2 separate regions of the Zea mays genome follow, and region 2 is linked to region 1. The links are chromatin contacts, called in public Hi-C maps. All regions are on one chromosome and are shown on one strand. The core of a region is the stretch at or near the end of the contact, and the rest is flanking DNA. Distances in the headings are between cores, read along the strand shown.

Region 1 (4,027 bases), core at 1,011-3,510:
GTCAATGAATTTTAGGAAGGAGACGAACAACAGTTATGCCTTCATCAACTTCACCATGACAGAGGTGGCTTGCCGGCACGGCAAACGCCGCCCGACCCGAGTTAGCCTAGCCCCAAGGAGAGACACTCTCCCACAGGGGCTACTATATATCGATATCGTAGGATAGGATACGAGCTCCGCGATCTCTGGCTGTCCGAGACAGTGTCCATGTGAGCTCCATGCCCCTGACGCCTTCGCTCGGCACATCTGAACCCTGCCCGCTTCAATGCGCTAGGATCGGTAGAACAGGTCTAGCTACTGCGCTACTTAATTAATGTACGACCCGCATCCATCCTTTACGTGTGCCACTGCGACTTGGCACAGCAGTGATACGGATGCGCTTCAGTTATATCTCAGCAAGAGTCAGATCTACACGAAGCTGGTCACGAAGGAGAACAAGAAGCGAGCAACAATGAAAACTCTCCAACACCAAAAAAGAAAAAGAAAAAAAAAGAAATCCTCTGTACATACATGACAACAACCGAGCAACAATGGCCCCATGCATCCAAATGTAACGCACGCACGCAAGCACACGCAGGCGGTAGTAGTAGTATAACGACGACGGAGAGAGAACTCAAGTGAAGAACAAAACGGCGAGGGCAGCAGGCGCGCGCGCGCGCGTGTTTCGCTTTCGCTCTAGCTAGTGGGTGTAGGTGCAGGCCTTGGCGAGGGAGACGGGCCTGCCGAGCCTGGTCTGGTCCATGGTGACGCGGCACCGCGCCTCGGTGTAGAACTTGGGGGCGACGAGCCTGCCCAGCACGAACGCGCGCGACCGCAGCCGCACCGCCAGCTGCAGCGGCACGGGCGGCGGCGGCACCACCACCGCCGGCGCGCGCTTCCTGGGCGGCGGCAGCGTCGTCGCGGTGCTGCTCAGGCCCGACCCGCCGCCGTACAGCGGCACCTTGTCGCCCACCACCGCCACCGCCAGCCCGCGCTGGCTCTTCCGCGGCTGGTAGAAATACTTGATCTGCATGCAATGCAACGCGACAACAACCGAGTCCGGCCCGTCAGATAATATTGAGATGCCAGGCCCAGGATGCGGGGGCCATGCAGTGCAGTGCAGCCGTGCGGGAAACTGCAAGGCATGAGAGCTGTGTTGTGTCTGCTCGAGTTTCCACGGCACACGGGCCGGTGGCGCTGGTGGCTCTCTCTGTGTTCCTCTGTTCCCGTCACAAGTCGCTATCGGCGGCTACTGCCTACTGCTATGCTACCGCGTGTTGTTCGGGTCAATGTCAGTGACTCTGTGTGCAGCTGTACTCCACTCTCCGTATATATCTATTTATCTATCTATGAAATCTACTGGTACTACCAACGAAAGAAAGACCCGTACCTTGCTCTGTTCTTACACTATATGTATGCTAACAATGCATATGGTTAAAAAAAAAACAGAGTAACAATGCATATCGTAAAGACAAAATTCAGAAGGTGTTTGACTTACATCGCCCGACGCGAGCTGGAGCTGGGTGTAGTGGAGCGTGACGGGGTCGGCGGAGACGTGGACGCCGAAGAAGGTGCCGGCGTTGCGGAAGGCGAGGGCGACGGTGGCGTTGAGCGAGGCCATCTCGGTGGGCACGAGCGACGCGTCGGTGCCGGCCTGGACGACGAAGCGGTGGAAGGTGACGGAGCGCAGGGTGACGACGGGGCGCTGGGCGCGGCTGGCGCCCCACAGGACGAGCGCGAAGAGGAAGAAGAGCGCGAGGAAGGCGCCCGCGAAGCCCAGCGCGTAGCGCGCCCTCTTAGGGATCGCGCTGAGCGCGCCGCGGCTGGTGCCGTCGCCGTCGTCGTCGTCGGACATGCCGAGGAGACCCTCCTCCTCGATGGCCGCCTCCTTCATCCACGGGCTGCCGCGCCGCCGCCCGCCGGCGCCGGCGCCGGGGACGGGGACAGCGACGGAGGAGGAGGCGGCCTTGGCGGAGGAGAAGCGGGAGGACGAGGAGGAGTCCCTTGACGCCCGGCCCAGCGACCGCGGCGGGGACGCCGCCGGGGACGAGTGGAAGGAGGACGCGGCCGTCTTGTTCTCGCCGTCGTCGTGGCTCGGCGACTGCACGTAGTAGGCCGCCGCCATGCTGGACGTCGCCTCCGAGTCCGTCTTGGCGTGCCGGTGCGGGGGCTGCTGCGCCATCGCGGCTGGCTCCTCCGGCCTGCGGGGGGCGTGGGTGCGAACTGCGTGTGCACTGTGCGGGGGGTAGTGGAAAGGTGGAGGTGCACTCGGTCAGGTCAGCGGGCGGTAGAAGTAGTAGACGAGGAGGGTGGGGGTGGGGTGGGAGGGAATTGTGTGTGCGCGCCCACCACTCCGCGACTCACACACACACTCACGGTCGGTGAACCTAAACCGTTGAACGGGTCCGTGTGTTGTGTGCGGCTGCCGGCTGGGCAAACCGAGAACCGTGTGTCGCAGGAAGAGAGACGTGCAGCACTGGTCTGAATGACTAGAGATCAGGGTCACTCCCGATGGCAACCCCGCACCTAACAGTTTTCCGTTGACGGACGAGCTTGTACGGTCTGAATACAGCAAGCAGCATCGAGATGGGCCTCTCTGTGACGTCCGCCCATGTGAAGATTGCTTGCCGGGCGGCTACAGCAGGAATGGTCTACAGCCCGGGTATTAGCTGGCTGATTAGGAAACGTCGTCAGGATCGGACGGAACAGAGTACCCCCAGTGCACTTCACTTCGGTCAGTTGGGACTCGGCCTTATCCGATCGGGCCATTTCGCGCCTTCCGTAAAAAGACTTGTTGCAAGTTGCACCTCTTGCGCTTTCAGGTGACGTACTTACCCGTCTACCCCCTGCCGATTCATTTACGCCGTCCCGTATCACCGGCTTTAGCTTTCCGGACGCGGTCGTGCAGTTCTGGATGGCTATTCGATTCTACGGACAGAACACAACAGATACCACAGCGCAAGGGCGCTCCACTCCAGCCCCGATGCAACAAAAGGCCGTTCCCGGGGCCGCGAGCCGTGGAGCAGCTGCAAGCGCAGACCGCGTGCGACCGCATCGTGATCCGTGAGCAGCTGCAGCATTGACTTGTTGATTCCATCCACCGGTAGTGTGCGAGGCTGGTTCGCCTAAGCCGCCGCACAGGGCCCTGTTCCTGAAACAGATTGCCCTGACACCGTCTCTCTCTCTGCCTGCCTTGCCTGACAACGGGACGAGAGGATCCATCGACGGGTGATCGCGATCCAGTCCGTTCTCCGTCCACCTGATAACAATCACGCACGCGCAGCGCCGATCTGCCCCGGAGAACGCTTTGATTCGATCGCGGCAATTCAGCTGGCGGGCGGCACGCGCGGCACCTTAGGTCAGCTTTGGGTCTGTTTGGTTCAGCTTTTTTCTGAACAGCTTTTCCGAGAATCTAGCTGTGGGGAGAATCTGGTTGTGTAGAGAATCTGAGTATCATTAGAATTACGTGCGGAGGAAGATAAAGTTGTCCATGGGACTCAAGATCTATAAAGTGACGGATTACTACTATTACGACGACTTAACCGATTATATGTTTATGTTGATTGTTTTTACCCAAACAAATTTTGTAGAAGCTGGCTGAAAAACTGAGTGTTTGGCAGTCCGCAACAGCTTTTGGTGGCCAGAAGCTGTAAAAAGCCGAAACAAACAGGGACTTTGTCGTGTCTGGCGGCAGGCATCATCGGCTCATCGCCCGCCCGGCCGATTTGATCCTCCTCGGCCTGTGCTGCGCCACAGCACGCGCGCCAGGGCACAGGGCAACGGCCCACGGAGCACCTTGGCTGACTGACTCACTGCTGCAGCGGCCACGCCGACGGGGTCTTGGTGCTGGGCACTCCGGCGCTGGCATGTGGCCGTGGTGGGTTGAAGGAACTGCTAGTGCGCCCCACAACACTTGGTATGCAATGTAGATATATAGCCATACAATAAGACAATAATATAAATATTTAAGTATATGGCACATCCATACATGTCCATATAAATATATCATAGATCATAACTACGAGAAGACAAAACTGTGAAAGATGAA
Region 2 (4,027 bases), core at 905-3,404, 580 kb after region 1:
CATTAAAATTAACAAAACAGGAGTATTTTAAGCTAACTGTCAAAATGCGCAAAATAACTGATTGGCAATATGAAAATAGCATCACTTGTTGTTGGCTAAATTACTTCCATAATAATAATTCTTTAATTTTACCACGGCTAGGAAAGGTAGGGGCATGCACTGGACATCGTGTCAATATCTATGTATCCAGTGGTATATCCGGAACAAAATGCATTCATATATGAAAGACAACAGTAGGTTACTTTTTTATAAGCCACAGTTCAACAGTGACAGAATAAGAAGCATAGGAAATTAGGAATCTACCACAGAAGAACAGTTTCTGCAAGACAATATGCTGCCAACTGTCCCATCAAAGGGGCCAAATAGGTTTTGTTTCCAGCGCTTGCATTCAGGCAGGTTACCTTCCCTTTGCTTGTATACTTTGGAGTCAGAAAGGGTGATGTCTGCCAGAGAACTCCTATGTGGTACATAACAATGGGCAAATTCATCCCTCAATGAGATCAGAAGATGGAGAAAAGCTTCTGAAGCATCCTATAAGGAAAATTAGTTCTTATGATGACTGCACATCTAATGCAATACTAAAAAATGAAAACAAGATAGAGAAGTAAATATTATACCTGCTGTCTGGTCAGATTGAAGTGACCAACATACAAACTCAAAGCATGCATTACTCCATGTGGATTCAACACAGTCCTTTCATCTCGAACTATGATTAAGTCTGCAACATGCAAAGCTCAAGTACAATAATAACAATTTGTGAGCATGTAACAAAAAAGCATTTATAATCAAATGGCGGACATCAAGAATAGAGTGCCATGCAGTTATATTTTGCAGGACATGACCAATGTCAGAAGAATAAAGCGAAAAAGATAAAAAGAAGTCCCATTCAGTGGTTTTATATAGAAGCAAGAACATATTATGTGGAGCAAAGAATCCAAGCAATGCAAATAACAAGGACCTATCAATTCCCAAGAAAATCAGAGCATAGGAGAAAACACTGTCAAAAAAATTATAGGTTGCATGGATTCCACCACCGGTGAATGCATTATGTTGCATATGCAGCTGAGGACCCCACATGATCTTTGAACTTATAAGCCATGTACTGTATTATAGGGGTTCACATACAGCTAAAAAATTCTCAATAGAAGCCCCCACCCCCCTGAAATTGCCTGCAGTAAAAGGACAATACTTGCAATGGACACTGAGTCGTATTTAGAAGTTCACAGTGGGGATCTCGAAAATGATAAGAAGTTCAATAGTCCATAGTATAAATCTTACCTTCCAAGAGAGAACTTAAAGCAAGAAGAAGAGGCATTCTTACAGCCTTTTCTTCAGGTAGCAAGCCATCAGTTGCAAGCAAATTATCTAGAAAGGAAATAAAACCATCACAGCTGGCAAGTGCCTGCCAAGGAAAGGCTACCTTATTTAGCATTCACATAGCTGGATGTCAGTACAATTAGACAGTCAATATTTACCTGGAGGATGACATTAAGAAAGCAATTGTTGCCAAGATTTCGCAGACCTCCAACATAGTATGCCCTCCCTGATCCCGAAAACAAATTCCTTGGAGAAACCCATGGTATGGACAGACCACTATACAATGCCTTGCATAACCCGGCAACTCCTAGTCCCAAACCGACAGCAACTGCCGCAAGACTATAGTGATGTCTGTTTACTTCACTACATGATAGCATTGGATTGTCATGCATAAACTTCCCCATGATTCGCACCTGAACCAGCAGAAAGTCTTCATAGAATTTGTTAATACGAAAATTTACCAAAGGATGAAATCAAAGAAATCATTGTCGGGGCATTGATGTGATAGTACTGCAAATAAGGCAGCCAAGTGTCAACAAATAAATAGTAAAAAAACAAGGTTGTGTCTGGGGTGTCTTTCCAAGAAAAACAACGAAGTTAGCAGGCATGTATACACTTGACTCAGAACAGATCCGAATGCAAATAGCCAGATAGCCTAAGTTAGGGTTCAGTTGCTGTTTTGAACAGCAGGAAGGGAGGAGAAAAGGTGTGCATACCTGGTGGAGATGCTCCTCGCCAGCGAAGGACCAGGCGAGGACCTGTTGAAGTTACTGGCGAAGACCTCGGCACCTGAGTTAGGGCGGCGGCGGTCGCCCAATTGCCGCACAAGAGAGCGCGCGGTAAGCGGCTGAATAGAACTACCAGGCTGTTTGCTGAAGGGAAGCCTATCCAAACTCCAAACAAACCTCGTTAGTTACGGAGAAAAAAATATTTTATTCCTTCTAATTATATATTGTTAATAAAAAGAATAATTAGTTTTTTCAGTCTAATACTCTTTCTGTTCTTTTCTATATATCACGATTTAATTTAAAATTAACTATCGGACGATAAATATTTGAGAACGGGTATAATATATGGCAAAAAATATAGAAAGATTTTTTCTCAAACACGTTATATATCATTATATTTAAGAGAGGACCGAACCTTATAAATCTTTTAAAAAAAGAGTTAGCAACCATACAACACAAGTGCAAATAAAAAGAGAGTGGCAACCGGAACAAGCAGCTCAGATAAGATGTTCAAACTCAGTTTCGTCTACTCATTCCCTCTAAACGACTCTCAATAAATAAGTATACATCACCACTCTACAATAAATTTATCCATGTTGAACTACCCGTACTTAACTCTCTTAGAGCATCTCCAAGAGACTAGCTAAATAGCTTATTAAGCTAAATTTTAGCTAATTAATAGCAAAATAGTTCTCCAACAGGATAGCCATTTAACTTGACAAGCTATCCGGCTCTCTAAATTGACTCTCACTAGCCAAGTTAACTTGCATTTTGGAGAGTCTGTTGAAATTAGATGTTATATTTAGAGTTTAATCTTTATAGAGTGACAAATAAAGAGTCAAATAGAGAGTTTTTTTGGAGATGCTCTTATAGTACTATTATAGAAAAATAAAGATTCTATCATTGTTCAACAATTTCTTGACACCTAAACCTAGTCGATTCTTTATATTCGTGTCCATCCTTTAAAAATCGATGATTAATCTCCATCAATATGGGCACAAATATCATGCAAATCCAATCAATTTTACTTATTATGATCTAACTTATGTCTTGGTTATAATATTTTTTTGTTGGTGTTAATCTCTGAGATCCAACCAGATGCGTGCACATCCAACCGGCTCGGCTCCTAAAGACTAATTTATCCACGTGTGCTTGTTACCTGCAGAGTGCAGATGGTGTTAGCAAAACAGAATGAGGTCGACAGCATAAACACGAGAACGAGATCAAATGTGCGTTTGACATGATTCCACGCTATTTAAAATCATGTAACCTTACAATGCCTCTACCTAAATACAAGACCAACCACAGTTAAAAAAAAATGCAATCCCTATACTACAAATTGAAGGCGTACGTAATATTCCACGCTTCTAGCTAAAAAAAATCATGAGCCGTTCTCCAGGTACTTCAACCCGTTCTGCTCTCTTGGGCCCACATCATCTTTCGACCGTAGTGGAGTGGAGGCAACGTTCTTGAGTACTGCAGCATACAGGTCGAATTCGGCCTTGTACTTGCGGCAGCTAGCCTCGATCCACTTCTCCGCGAGGCTTGTGGAGACGCTATCTTGGCTGTCCCTCTCGTGCTCTTCAACCGCAGGCCTTATCTCGTCGTACAGGGCATCGATTTCAGAAACGGCCTGGTTCTTCACTTCCTGGCGAGATCAGATGGATCATTACATGGTGCATGCGTCTTAAACTTCACATTGTTCGCCACTACTACACTGTTTTAAGAGAAGGGAGTTCTGATCATAGTCATAGCAGACCATTACCTCACAGTACAGTATTTCTTCGCACGCCACAGACGATGTAAGCCGGTCGCAGATATCTGGGATGTCCAGCTGCTTGTGCACAACGCGTTTCGGTTTCCTGCCACGGCGTTTCGGCGCGGGCTTCACAGGGACCAACGCTGAATGGTTGCTGTTGTTCTGAGGTCCAGTTTGGTTCGCGTGATTTGCAGCTTTGGGCGCTGAATTCTGAGAAGCGTCG

The links. A called contact is a pair of places that touch in the nucleus more often than the background predicts.
Region 2: a Hi-C map of ear shows a contact between it and region 1, with 2.1 times the contacts expected there. The contact joins the promoter of LOC100193497 here to the promoter of LOC100383970 in region 1. A contact is called at or near these places in 2 of 25 Hi-C or Micro-C datasets (ear and tassel).

The regions. Positions count from the first base shown.
Region 1 is chr2:53,180,625-53,184,651 of Zm-B73-REFERENCE-NAM-5.0, forward strand. It overlaps LOC100383970, which reads right to left and starts at 2,261. Exons shown (of 2, transcript NM_001176583.1): 1 at 1,478-2,261; 2 at 485-1,006. The coding sequence starts at 2,161. The coding sequence ends at 680.
Region 2 is chr2:53,757,379-53,761,405 of Zm-B73-REFERENCE-NAM-5.0, forward strand. LOC100193497 (Ubiquitin carboxyl-terminal hydrolase) reads right to left here and starts at 2,155. Exons shown (of 11, transcript NM_001138611.2): 1 at 2,034-2,155; 2 at 1,476-1,747; 3 at 1,279-1,402; 4 at 618-718; 5 at 304-531. The coding sequence starts at 1,721. It overlaps LOC542678 (SET domain-containing protein SET102), which reads right to left. Exons shown (of 11, transcript NM_001112195.1): 10 at 3,811-4,027; 11 at 3,292-3,693. The coding sequence ends at 3,427.